Regions from separate parts of the Sus scrofa genome. Here region 1 is linked to region 2. A link is a contact called in public Hi-C data. All regions are on one chromosome and are shown on one strand. Each heading gives the region's core, a stretch centred on a gene start, on an enhancer-like site or on the middle of the called end of the contact. The rest is flanking DNA. Distances are from core to core; before and after follow the strand shown. Region 1 holds the start of AOC2 (retina-specific copper amine oxidase). Region 2 holds the start of TMEM106A (transmembrane protein 106A).

Region 1 (6,425 bases), core at 1,981-4,480, 270 kb after region 2:
CCTCCACCCTCATACCTCACACACAGGCGCACAGACACCAACTTCATACTCATATGAACATGTTTCACAAGAAATATACTGAGTTACAGTGCATTGTATTTAGGCAGCCACTTCCTGACTTGCCTCACACCCCCCCCTCCCCCGCCGCCTCCATCCTTAGTTTCCACTACTGAAAAATGGAGAGGGTCTGGCGGAGTCCCAATTATCGTTCTGGGTCTAACAGACTGAGTTGATAAGTTAATCATTTTCCATCCCGGACAAAAACCTGCCAGGAAGAGAAAACCCCCTCTGCGCTTTGAGCCCTACTTAAGCAATCCCTTGCTACACTTGCAGCAAGCCTATTGCATGCCTGCCCTGTCACCAGAGAGCCCACTGTCATGACATGTGCAGACAGGAATGAGCTGGCTTCCCCGGAGGATGGGGCCCCTATCCTGTGTCCCCAGTGGTCTGAGATCCTATAGAGCAGCCTCCAGCTAGGACCTCCTTTTCTCAGGTGCCAGGACCACCTCCACGCCGAAAACCTCTTTAGACAGACTGTGTCCTATCTTTGTCTCAGGCCCCCGCTTTTCCCACTTCCGGTGACTCTCAGAATTAGGAAGAACTCAGAGCCCCAACCCCAGCCTCAGACAGGGCAAGTTCACCACCCACAGACGGGCTAAGGAGGCTGGCTAGCCCAGCGCAGCCGCTGCATTTAGTCCCACAATCACAGCAGGTCGGAGCGGCTGGGCAGGGGAAGCCTCTCTAACTTTTGTCAAATAACCGTAAGCCCAGTACCTCAGGCTCATTTCATTCCAATCAGTCCCTGCTTTTGCCGCAACTGCAGTGCTGAAATGCCGCCCTCTTGCCACTTTGAGCTTCACGTGGCGGGGGGGCCTCCCTTCCCTCTGGCCCACCGCTGTTCCCAAGTCTCATCCCCTGGGTACTCACCTGCCACATCCAGGTCCAGCTTGAAGTGGAAGGCGTGTGTGTGCACCGCCCCCAGCACTCGCTCCCCTACTCGGTTCCCAAAGAGGAGGCTCTCCTCTCCGCTAAGGAAAGCTGTGTTGATGTAGCCCGTGGCACGGACCCGCCCTTCAAGTGCCCCGTTTGGGTGCAATACAAAGTCCCAAATGTAGTCATAGTTGCCTACGGAGGATACAGACCTGACTACAAGGGCTGAGCCAGCCAAACCACCATAGAAATGACTCTGAAGGTGATTGTGGTGCCTTCGGAGGGGTACCCCCTGGGCCTCCTCGAATACACACACAGCCCCTGGGAGCAGCTGGACTGCCCCTCTGCCCACTAACACGTGGATGTCCACCATGGTAGACTGATAGGGGCAGTCCACTCCCCGCACCAAGCCCCGGCTGTGACGGCCAAGTCCATAGCTGCTATCCAGGTATCGGGTCATCATTGTCTTGGGTGAATCGGCACCATAGATGGATACACATTCCTGGACACTAACTTCATAGGCCACTCGCTCGCCCTTGAACCGAACATCAAAAATCCTCAGGCCACTGAACACCCCATGGCCAAATGTAAATGTCCAGAGGGAGGATGCCACCAGGTGCCCTTGTACACTGTACCGGGAGCCTTGGGGTGAGAACTGAAGAGGGGGAAGAGGCCCGGGGGAGATCCGGGACCGCAGGGATGAGGCCCCATCTGGCAGGGGTAGAGGAACTCTAACCACCTCCAGCCGGCCAGCCTTAAACTCCCATTCCAACTGGCCCAAGTCGGCATAGTAGCGCCCAAGGTAGAAGACCTGCCGGACAGCCCAGCGGACAGGGTCCAGAGCCCTGTGGTCCAGCAGGAGCTCCAGCCCCACAGGATGAAGAAAAATCCCAACACCTGAGATGTTATGGTAGAGGGCCATCCAGGTAGCACGGTCCCCTGAGCGTAAGCCACGAGGGGTGGCATGCAGAGCTGCCAAATTGGAGCCATTGTAGCTGCAGACAGAAGCCAGGAAGACTGGTGCCTTGGGGAGCTCCACCTCTTTCAAATGCTTCCACATCTGGGCGGACTCATTTCCCAGCACGGGGCGTCGGTGGTAGGGCAGGGGGCCTCCGTGACGCTCCACAGTCACATCCCGCACGTAGGAGGGCTGGGGCAGCGGCCCCACCACCAGCTCGGTCACATTGGGCTGGGGTTGTCCGCCAAAGAAGATGATGGCCAGGGCCTCCCGGGCAGGCGGGGGACTCCCCCTGTCCAGGTGGGCCAGGGCTGCCGCCTTGGGGGGCAGCTGCAGCTCCACTGAGAAGATGCAGTTGTCTGCGGGTCGGGCCTGGGCGGCCTCCCCCAGGCCTGGCCCCAGTTTCTGGGTCAGAAAGTTCATCACAGCCGTCAGCTCTTCTCGGCTCAGGTCTGCAAACAGCTGGCTCTGGCCAGGGTGTGTCCAGGGCTGGGCACTGTGGGATACAGAGGGGCAGTGGGGAGGCTGGCTGGAGCCACCTTGGCTGGTCAGCAAGACATAGGCCAGAGCAAAGATGGTAATGAGGGACAGTGCCAGCAACACGAGGACTACCTTGAGGTTCATGGTGAAAGCTGAGAGCTGAAATGAGAGGCCTACCAGCAGCTCCTTCCAGTTACTGACATCAAATCCCAGTTTATATGCAGTGGGATGGAGAGGAATAGAGAAAACTCCGCCCTGTGGGTTGGACAGGAAAATTCTGACCTTGATTTATATCATTCTGCTCCAATTTTCTGTTCTGTGGTTTGGCTCAAGGTATTCCTTCCACGTGCACAGCCTCTCTCCTCCCCCTGAACTCCTCCCAGCAGCATGGTCAGTACCCATCACTATTATTTAGACCAGATTAGAGGGCATTTGTATATACGCTAAACTCTACTTTCCACCCTGAATGGGTCTGAGGAAGAATGCAAATCTCAGGTGCCCAGTCAAGTCCTGGGTGCTACATGCAGACACTCTGTCCATTTTCCTACCTCCTGGCAGGCACTACCCCCAACATTTCCAGGATCCACTGCCCAGTTCAGCGGTAAGCACTGTGTTCTGCCAGCTGCCTAAGGCCAAGCCCTTGATTTGTAGTCTCAGACCACTTGCATGTAGTTGGTGGGAAAGGAGCAGCGAAGGCCTAGGCGCAGCAGTCAGACCTGTACACCAATCGTGGGTTCCTAAGCTGTGTGATCTCAAGGGCATTACTTATCATGAATCTCAGTGTCCTCACCTATAAAGAAGGGATAAAACTTCCCCAGAGATTCATGAAAAGTAAATGTGATCATGCCCAGAATGCTTAGCGCCTGCCACAGGGGAGGTTCAAAAATTGTCAGCGATCTCTGAAACAGAACAGAGCAGATGAACCTCCATTGTTCAAGACCCTAAATCTTTTTCTGCAGAGACAATGGGTACCAGATCATCGGATATGAGAACGCTACTTTGCAAGGTGGAAGTTGAAGAAACTTTATTTCAGAGGGAGCTAGGGTCCTAGACAGCCCTCCAAGTCATTTGAAAACCAAAACCAGGGGTCCCTGGCATCACCTCAAGAAACTTAAGACATTATTCGAAGGGAAGTATTAGTATAAAGTAAAGGAAATGACCGAGTAGGTTGTGCCTTGAACCGGGTGATTCCCCACGCACGGATCTAGAGCAGCCTCTACTGGCAGTTCATGGGTATCGCTGGAGAAGGAAGGAAGGAGCTGGGGTCTTGTGAGGGTAGAAGGCAGCTTAGGTCTGGGAAGAGCTAACTTTCATGTGATTCAGCCTGAACACAAATGAAGGACCCACCCTTGCCTCTTGGGAGGCAGAAGCCTCCATCTTTCCATTATTCCCAAGAAAAGAGGCAGCTCAAATGGTATAAAGACACCCCATAGGGCGGCTGGAGGTATACACATGGAGGTGAGTATCCCAATGTGCACAGAGTACGGGTGTGTCCCTGGCCACCAGAGCATCGCATCAGGGTCTGCGGCTTTAGAAAGAGGTCAAAGTACCTGTATTTTTAATAATTTCTTGACATGGTAAAAGAATTTTACATTACGATCCAAGGGTGGTAAGGTGGGGAGCAGGGGCACTAGAACAATCCAACAAACAAAAAGGGAAACTGAGAAACACATGTTGGGAGGAAGGGAGGGTTTTCGTTGAAAGGGGTCTGAGGGTGGGTAGGAGCACTGCCCAACTAAAATGCAATTGGTTTGTTACTGAGTACTATTCACGGGAAGACCACACCCGAACTCCTTCTCTACAGCGCACTGGGAGTAAAGATGATGCATCCAGGTGGAAATATGATTGGAGGTTGGAAGACAGAGACAAGACAAAGAATAAAAGTCAGAATTAGACACCGAGAGAGTCACCGACAGACTCTCTCTCCAGTGGTGAGAATAAAAAAGTGGGGGTTGATGAGGGTCAACACAAAAGCTGTAACAAGTGATATCTCCAGACGATTCGAGAGATAAGAGGCAACTCTTCTATGGTTTTGACTTGCCCAACAGATGTCCACATACACACAACGTGTACATGCCTACGTGTGCATGCACACACATACACATACAAGTGACTGCTTTCCCTGGAAGCACAACACTATAAATAAGAGAAACATTTTTCCCAACGGGAAAGCCCAGTAGGAGCAGCAGCTTCTGGTCACCCCCACACCAATTTCAACTCGTCCAAAAGGACCCGAGTCACAGAGGAAGGGGCCTTCCCCACTCCCTCTGCTTCTCATCTCTCAGCTGTCTTCCAACCCACCAGCCTCAAGCACCAAGAGGCTAATGTCAGGAGACAATGGGTCCCAGCAGATAAGGACTTAAACAACTATCACCTTCTGAACGGTGTATGTGTGTGTGAGACACAGACAGACTGACAGACAAGGTCTGTGGGTGGGGCAGAGTGGGGGAGGCATCAAGTAACAGAGTCGGAGGGCGCGCATGTACGTGTGTGTGTGTGTGAGATGCACATCTGTGTATGTGAAAATCCTACTTATAAAAATATCTGAAGGAGCTAGGGACTTGGCAGAAGGTCTAAGGTGTTTCTTGTCGTGATCAGGTTCAAGGTGTCATGTATGTGGATGGGAAACCCTAAGTCATCACCAGGGCAACTGTGGCAGGGAGGATCCAATGTCCCACAGAGGCAAGAGATACTAACCTGCCATCAGGAAGAGAGAAGCTGGTTCCCCCATCCAGCCCCAGTTCCTACAAAATACCTAGCACTTTCCTTCAAGTTCCCTCAACTTCTAACCAACTGAACATCAAAGGGAAGAAAACATAAAGCCCAAGACACAGAAGGGAAGTGGGGAGAGAAAACACAAGTAAACTTGTGCCAACATCCTGCGCACACAAACCTGGAGTACTCCAGAAATTAGGACGGGGGTCTGGGGTATGAGGGAAGGAAATAGAAGAGTTCCTGAGGCCTGAAAAAAGAGGTAAACACGTCACAGAACTACATGAGAGTTTCATTAGACTCTAACTAAAAACAGAGAGAGGTGTGATTACTATTTCCAGCCAGTTTCCCCATCACGATAGTCATGTAACAAACCAAGGCAATGTCGGTCTTGAGCCAGACTCACAGAGTCCCCTGGCCCTGGCCCTGGCCTCAGTACAGTGTCTCTGCATTGCTGCTCCGGGGCCGTTTGATCTTCTCGATGTTTTTCAGGATCATGTCATGTAGAGTGACCTGGGAGAAGACGGATCAGGGAATCACACGTCTGTTCTACCCCCACCTGCCTAGGGAAACAAGACAAACCCCCAAAGCCCCCAGCAATCGTTCACATAGCCCTGATCTCACTCGCTTGAACCTGAATTCAGGGTAGCTGCCCTATGACCTCTCTTATTCCCCCAACTGGGCACACCTGGGTATCTCCAAGGCCCCAAGTGTCCAATAACTAACACTTACTAAGCATTTAACACACTAAGAATTGCACCGGGTTCTTTAATGTGTCAGAGATGAAGAAATTGAAGCTTGAGGTTAAACCTGCCCAAGGCCACACATTACAGGCAGAATTGGTTCCAAACCCAAGGCTGACTCTCACACCCCCAGCTTCACCCCTATACTGTACTGCATATCGTGCTCCCTCCCAGCCAGGTACAAAGAAAGGATACCCGGCTAGATACCGTCAGTGACCCCAGAGTTCTCAACACCCGGTTGATGGGAGGAATTTGTTCCACTCATTTTACCTCCATCTCTCATCTCAACCCCCAGAGAGTGGCAAGAAAACGATCACCAGAACCAAGAGAAGCCAGAGCACCTGTGGGCGGGGACCAAGGTTACTTACATACTGATTCCTTAGCTCTGATATGATGAGCCGAAGGCTGATATATTCTTTCTCATCAATCTCTGTCACGGTGCGCCGATAGTCCTCCTGACGAAGGGCAGAGAAAAGGCTAGTCCTCGAGGGCTGACTGTCCCACGCAGCTCTTCCCAGGAAGGCATGCCTCCCTGTCCTACCACTTCCACCCTCGGCCACAAACCCTTACTTACCACATGGGGGTATTTAGCTATTTTAGAA
Region 2 (6,826 bases), core at 600-3,099:
CATTGTTCAGAGGGATTCCTCACTGATGAGAAAAGAACAACGACGTTCAGTTAGCACTGATGTCGGTGTGACTCTGGTATTAGGTTCTTGAGATTGGCAAGGAGCCCCATGGCAATTTCAGCAAACTCAAGCCTAAGGGAGCGAGGGTATAGAGAACCGAGCAGTAAGCACGGCTCTTGGATCAGGAATCTCAATGCACTGCAACTCCTTTCTTTTTTCTTTTTTTCTTTTTTGTCTTTTTGCCATTTCTTGGGCCGCTCCCGCGGCATATGGAGGTTCCCAGGCTAGGGGTCGAATCGGAACTGTAGCCACCAGCCTATGGCAGAGCCACAGCAATGCGGGATCTGAGCCGCGTCTGCAACCTACACCACAGTTCAAGGCAACGCCAGATCCTTAACCCACTGAGCAAGGCCAGGGATGGAACCCACAACCTCATGGTTCTTAGTTGGATTTGTTAACCACTGAGCCACGATGGGAATTCCCACTCCTTTCATTTTTGTAGGAGAATTCAATCTGCCTACAAAAGAGGGAAAAGCAGAGCAGAAGTTATTTCACTTTAAGGGACTTTCATAAGTGAAAGGCAAAGTGCTTATTTTGTTCTGGGAAAGTTGCTGAGCTGTCATTAACTTCAAGGGAAGGAAGTTAGGGCTGGGGGGCAGCAGCCAGGACAGTCCCTCCATCCCCTGTGACAAGATGACTTTGAAGAGGTCTCTAGAGCACCTGGGCAGAAATGCCTGATGTTTCCTAGGCTGGGTTTGAAAGAAAAGCTTCCTTCCATTCCCGAGCCTGGGCAGGCGCTGGCTTAATAGGAAGGTGGGGATTCTTTGAAATAAGAGAAACGGGGCTAGACTGGTCACAGGTGTAGATGAAAACCCTAAAATGGTCCTGAGGAGTTCCTGTCGTGGCACAGTGGTTAACAAATCCGACTAGGAACCATGAGGTTGCGGGTTCGGTCCCTGCCCTTGCTCAGTGGGTTAACGATCCGGCGTTGCCTTGAGCTGTGGTGTAGGTCCCAGACGCGGCTCGGATCCCGCGTTGCTGTGGCTCTGGCGTAGGCCAGTGGCTACAGCTCCGATTCAGCCCCTAGCCTGGGAACCTCCATATGCCGCGGGAGTGGCCCAAGAAATAGCAAAAAGACAAAAAAAAAAAAAAAAAAAAAAAAGGTCCTGGGAGGGAGCATAAACCTCTTCCACTTTATTTTCTGAGGTGGGGTGGGACAGATTGTAGGAAAGTGGGTGATAGTGATGTCAGGGTCAGTCCTTCACTAGGAAGGGTCAAGACTAAAACCAGATTCTTCCCAAAAGACTGGTAGCAGATGAGTGAGCAAGCTGAGCAGCACTCAGACTTTCCAGGCTAAAAGAAATGGTGCCTCACCTGGTTTAGGTCAGAGATCCCCGGCTCATCTCAGCTGCAAGAGAGTGAGACTTCTGCAGTGCCTCTTTGGGGAGGAGGGCCTGTAGGATAGGGTGGCTCCAGGGGCCACTGGCCTCCTTCCAGCAGAGTCCTGGGGGAGCAAATGAGCGGCACTGGAGGAGGTGGAGAGCAGCGACCCTGGCCTTCTCAGGGGGTCCAGCTGCTTCACGCCCTACTCTGGGGCTCCGTCATGGGCCGGGCGATGGGAGAGGGCTGAGACTGGGACTTCGGAGGAGGATTTAAAGTCCCACCCACCCTCTGAGAGGCCGTTAGTAGAGCCTGGTACCCGCGTGTGCCTGTGTGCTGGGCTAGGAGGAGGTACACAAGGGGCCTGGCCCGTTGCCTCCCGAAGGGAGAGAAGGGAAGGAGGGTCCCGGAATGCCTTACCCCCGTGCGACGGCAGTGACACAAACGGCTGCAAAGTGGAATCGAAAGTGCGGGAACCGGGGGCTGGCCGCAAGCTTTGACTCGCAAAACCTTGAGAAGCTCCGCCCCCGCTCCTCCGAGCCGCCCCCCCTCCCTCCCCGGGCCCTCCCCCTCCCTTCCAGGGCCTCTCCTCTCCCAACACAGCCGCCAGAGAATTTCTCAGCTCTTCAAAGGCTAAGCGAGGTCCCGGTTGCTGCTTCCGCAAGGACCAGCCAGTCCAGGAAAGAGTTTCAAAGAACCTTTATTTCACCATTCTTTAACCAGTTATGCACAAATACAATGAGACAGACGACTGGACCCCAGGGCCGTCACGGACCCCTACAGTACGACTCAGATGGTCAAGACAGGTCCCATCCCAAATTAACCCTCCCGCTTCACACCCTGCCGCTCTGCCTCGACCCAGAAGCCGTAAACGGTTTAAATAATAAACAGCCTGGTTGGCTTGCAGTCTGAATCCTGACTGACTTAATAGCATTCAAGCCTTATACTGTAAATAAACATTATGGCTAATGATTAACTTAAACCACCATTCATTATAATACCAACCAGGTTAAATAATACTATTTTTTTTTTTAAACTATCCTCCTCCCTTCCGCTGGGGGTCAGGTTCTTCTTTTTCTGCAAGTAACTTTAATGAATAAAATATTTAGTGTATTTTACCGCTTTACCAACTGTACCCAAGGCCCTCTTCTGCAAACAGAGTGAGGATCTGGACCCCTTTTAGTAAACAAGCTCCTTCCCACTCACTTACCCTGGGATTAAGCCAAAACTTTTTTAGCAAGCTCACCCCCATCCAAGTTTTGTGAAACACCAGCCTCTTTTTCCTCTTCTAGGCACTCTGGGGCTAGATAACTTTGAGCAGATTTCAAACATTCAAGAAGCCATCAGGACTTCCTAGGCCTCACACATACTCATTTGCCTGCCCCTGAACTTTACTGAGAATCACACAGGAGCCTGCCTTTCACGTCTCATGTATCTATCACCCCCACCCGCCCCTACTGTAAATAAGACCTGCCCCCTGACATAAAAGGTAACTGTTAAATTTACTCTTCCTTTTAATAGAGGAGTTTTTTTTTATAGGATTAGCAAAATATTTCACACTACCTAATTTTTTTTCCCTTAAATAAAATAAAATGTATGCAAAATTACTACAATAGACACTGCTCAACAGGTGCTGGTGGGTTAATTAGCATACTCCTCCCTCCTGTCACTGAAGAGACCCAGAAGGTGGATATTCTTAAATGCCATCAGTGGGGTCTTTAAAAAACAACAGTGCCAGTTACTAAGGCTTTCAGGGAAATGACTTTCTCCTTGAGAAGGGAAGAGTAACAAAATTCCTATCACACTCTGGGTGTCATTTTAATACCACCTAGCTATGAGGCTTGGGATAGGTTTGAGAGATTATGAGAATAATTCTTGAAAACGACTTCCAAGGTTAATTTCTTTTAAAAACTGACAACAGATATCCTCATAAAAACATCCACCTTAAGCAAAGAAAAATACTCAACTTCAATACAAGCAGAAAGAAAAATGGTTCTATAGGAAGTTTAAGTTATACTCTTCAGTGTGCTAAAACGGAGAAAGGAGTTTTATCCAAATCAACTGAAAAACGCTCTTCATACAATTCATCCAATGTCTAAAGTGAAACTTTAAGTTCTGGTCTTTGATTTGCTCCAAAAAAATACTGCAGTGCAGGTTTTGTCTTGATAGTTCAATGATGGGCTCTATGTAGATTCATTAGATTAAAAATAAGCAAGGGCCTCTCCCCTACACCCCAACAACAGAATAAAGATCATCTCTGAGCAGCAGGCAAAGTAATTTAATACAAGGTCACTCCTCAGTAGCGGTGGCTGTACCAGTCGTTGTTGTTGACCTGAAGGAGTTCTGTCACAACCTGTAGGATGTTGTAGTTGTGTTTCTTCAGCAGCCTTAGGTTCAGCTGCCTGTCACAGAATCCCATTTCAAAGAGATGGGCCATCAGGGCTGCTGTCTGATCTTCAGAAACTATTGGCTGTGTAGAGTCAAGAAAAGCAGAACAACATTTTCTGTATAATTTGCGTTTATCTTATAAATTCTTATTATCTTAAGTCACACTGATCTTTCCAGAGGTGTTCAAAATACTAGGTAATTAGGTACAAGGCTATGGCACTTCTGTTCACCCGATGATAATGGGATTTCCGAGGGGATGGGAAGAACTGGGAAGTACCCAAAGTACCCCAAACTAGGTGACTAATGAACTGCCCTTTGAATGAGGCCAGATAAAGGGAAAGATGCAAACAAACTCTGGAAAAACCTGTGAAGAAAAAGGTAATCATCATGATGGGGCAAGCAGAAGCAAGAGAAGAGACTGATCCTGGAAGAAAAGGATGGGCAATTTAGTCAGATATGCAGAGGAGCTGGACAAAAAACTGTGGGAAACTATATCCTGGGCACCTTCTTGGCTTTTTTTTTTTTTTTTCTTTTAAATAATAGAATATTTATTTACCTCCTTCTTTGGGCCAAGCCCTGTGGTGAACACATAGTCTCCTTTAATCCTCCTAACACTTAAAACACCCTCTTACCATTTACTTACCAACTGTGTTGAGCACCAATTTTCTTAATGAAAATGAAGACACAGAATACTTAATTTTGCAGGGTTGTTGAGCCCATGAAGAAGAGAAAGTATGCCAATGTGTTGAGCACCGCCTCTGGTACTGCCCTCTTCCACTGTTCCCTTCTTCCCTCTTACTTCAGAATAAATTATCCATCTTCCTTTCCAAGTTAATCCTTCCACATGCACTTTCTTTTTTGTCTTTTTAGGGCCGCACCCACGACATATGGAAGTTCCCAGGCTAGGGGTCAAATCAGAGCTGTAGCTGCTGGCCTGGTTGCTGCACAGCAATAGCAACCCAGGACCGGAGCCACGACTGTGACCTACACCACAGCTCATGGCAATGCTGGATCCTTAACTCACTGAGTGAGACCAGGGACTGAACCCACATCCTCATGGATACTAGTTGGGTTCGTTACCACTGAGCCACAAAGGGCACTCCTTCCACGTGTACTTTGCTTTGTATCTCATTACCTCCCACCACCTCAGAAATATTTTCCCATTGATTATTCATAAATACTAATGTTCTATTAATTATTCCTATCTCATTCTGATTATTAACCTTCTTTGCTACTGACTGGCTCACGCATCTTTAAAAAACAGTCTCCCTCTGCCTCACATGTCTCAGTGTTTGCTCTCTTTTTCCCTTCATACAGTCCAGCTATTTAAAAGTGAGACAGGAGTTCCCGTCGTGGCGCAGTGGTTAACGAATCTGACTAGGAACCATGAGGTTGTGGGTTCGATCCCTGCCCTTGCTCAGTGGGTTAACGATCCGGTGTTGCCGTGAGCTGTGGTGTAGGTTGCAGACGCGGCTTGGATCCTGCGTTGCTGTGGCTCTGGCATAGGCTGGTGGCTACAGCTCCGATTGGACCCCTAGCCTGGGAACCTCCATATGCCGCGGGAGCGGCCCAAGAAATAGCAAAAAGACAAAAAAAAAAAAAAAAAAAAAAAAAGAAAAAAAGTGAGACAGACTTGAAGATCCTGTTGTGGCTCAGTGGTTAGTGAATCTGATTAGCATTCATAAGGATGGGGGTTCGATCCCTGGCCTTGCTCAGTGGGTTAAGGATCTGGCGTTGCCATGAGCTGTGGTGTAGGTTGCAGATGCGGCTCGGATCCTGTGTTGCTGTGGCTGTAGGCCAGTGGCTACAGCTCCAATTGGACCCCTAGCCTGGGAACTTCCATATGCCACAAGTGCAGCCCTAAAAAGACAGAAAAATAAAAATAAAAAAATAAAAATGAGACAGACTTGTACTCTCAAAGTCCTCTCTATCCCTTCACACTTCTCTGCAGGATCTCATGCTGCTGGCTATGTCCTCCTCATTAAAACTCCCTTCCCTAAGCTCCAGCACAGAACCCCCTCCTTCATTTTCCTCTAAATCCCAGTCCTCTCTGCAGGGCCCTTCTTCTTTCCATGATCTTTAGAGGCTGCTTCTAGCTTTACCCATTCTTCCTGGAAAATCATATCTAATCACATGGCTCCTGCTATAACCTGTACACACATGACTTTATTTCCAGGCCAAACCTAAGCCAGAAACTTTTATCCCTGACTTCTTTCTAGCCACTTAATCATCTCCATCCCTTTATTTCTTTGACCTACACTTGGGATTCCCAAATGGATTTCTTTTCGGCTCCTCCAGCCTCTACACTATGGTGGAGTGGAGTGATCCTACTAAGGACAAATCTGATTATGTTAATTACTTTTCTAAAACACTTCAGTGGCTTCCCACTGGCCTTAAAACATCAGGTCTTTTTTCTTTCCTCCTTTAAGTAATATAGCCAATGTCATGCAGCTGGAAGGTGGCAGAGTTGTGTGTTAACCAAAGATTAAACTTAGGAATTCCCACTGGGGCGCAGGTCACAGCTGCGGCTCAGATTCCATTCCTGGCCTGGGGAACTTCCATATGCCATGGGTGTGGCAAAAGAAAATAAATACACTTTTTAAAATTTTAGCCATAATTTTGTGTGGCCAAAAAAAAAAAAAAAAACAAAAAAACACAAAACCTTAAAGCTCATGTTTTCCGTGATGCAACACTACTCTCTCCAACACAGAGAGATGCCATCGTTTTCCCTGGTGACTTGGATTTGGTTCAGGAAAATAAAACATACACTGACCTGTGCAGTGACTGGTGGCCCAGCAAACAAGGCCTTGTATGCGGAGGCAGCAACAGACAAAGCCCCCTTCATCAGTCCTCCAGCAATGCTGTTCCCATGGTGGTGGTGCCTGTGGAGAAAAACCAAATTATCTTCCTAAGGAAACACAAACCATTATCTTCCTATAAGATAATTTGGGCTCTAACCCTGGAAAGAAAAAATTTCCTTGAGGGAAAAAAATCAGATGTAAAAAGATAATGTGGTTATTTCTGTATCAGTATTACAGCTACAAATCTGGGTTTGATA

Evidence for each region. Hi-C and Micro-C count contacts between places; a contact is called where the count stands out from the background.
Region 1: a Hi-C map of epiblast stem cells shows a contact between it and region 2, with 2.4 times the contacts expected there. The contact joins the promoter of AOC2 here to the promoter of TMEM106A in region 2. A contact is called at or near these places in 1 of 5 promoter capture datasets (fetal liver), 1 of 47 Hi-C or Micro-C datasets (epiblast stem cells) and 1 of 2 datasets of contacts at active chromatin or transcription factors (alveolar macrophages).

What each region holds. Positions count from the first base shown.
Region 1 is chr12:20,024,737-20,031,161 of Sscrofa11.1, forward strand. It overlaps AOC2 (retina-specific copper amine oxidase), which reads right to left and starts at 3,231. Exons shown (of 4, transcript XM_003131393.4): 1 at 928-3,231. The coding sequence starts at 2,512. It overlaps PSME3 (proteasome activator subunit 3), which reads right to left. Exons shown (of 11, transcript NM_214348.1): 9 at 6,398-6,425; 10 at 6,192-6,278; 11 at 5,461-5,593. The coding sequence ends at 5,513.
Region 2 is chr12:19,753,673-19,760,498 of Sscrofa11.1, forward strand. TMEM106A (transmembrane protein 106A) reads right to left here and starts at 1,850. Exons shown (of 9, transcript NM_001244554.1): 1 at 1,801-1,850; 2 at 1,375-1,504; 3 at 1-22. The coding sequence starts at 3. NBR1 (next to BRCA1 gene 1 protein) reads right to left here. Exons shown (of 21, transcript XM_005656955.3): 20 at 6,542-6,650; 21 at 2,061-3,850. The coding sequence ends at 3,677.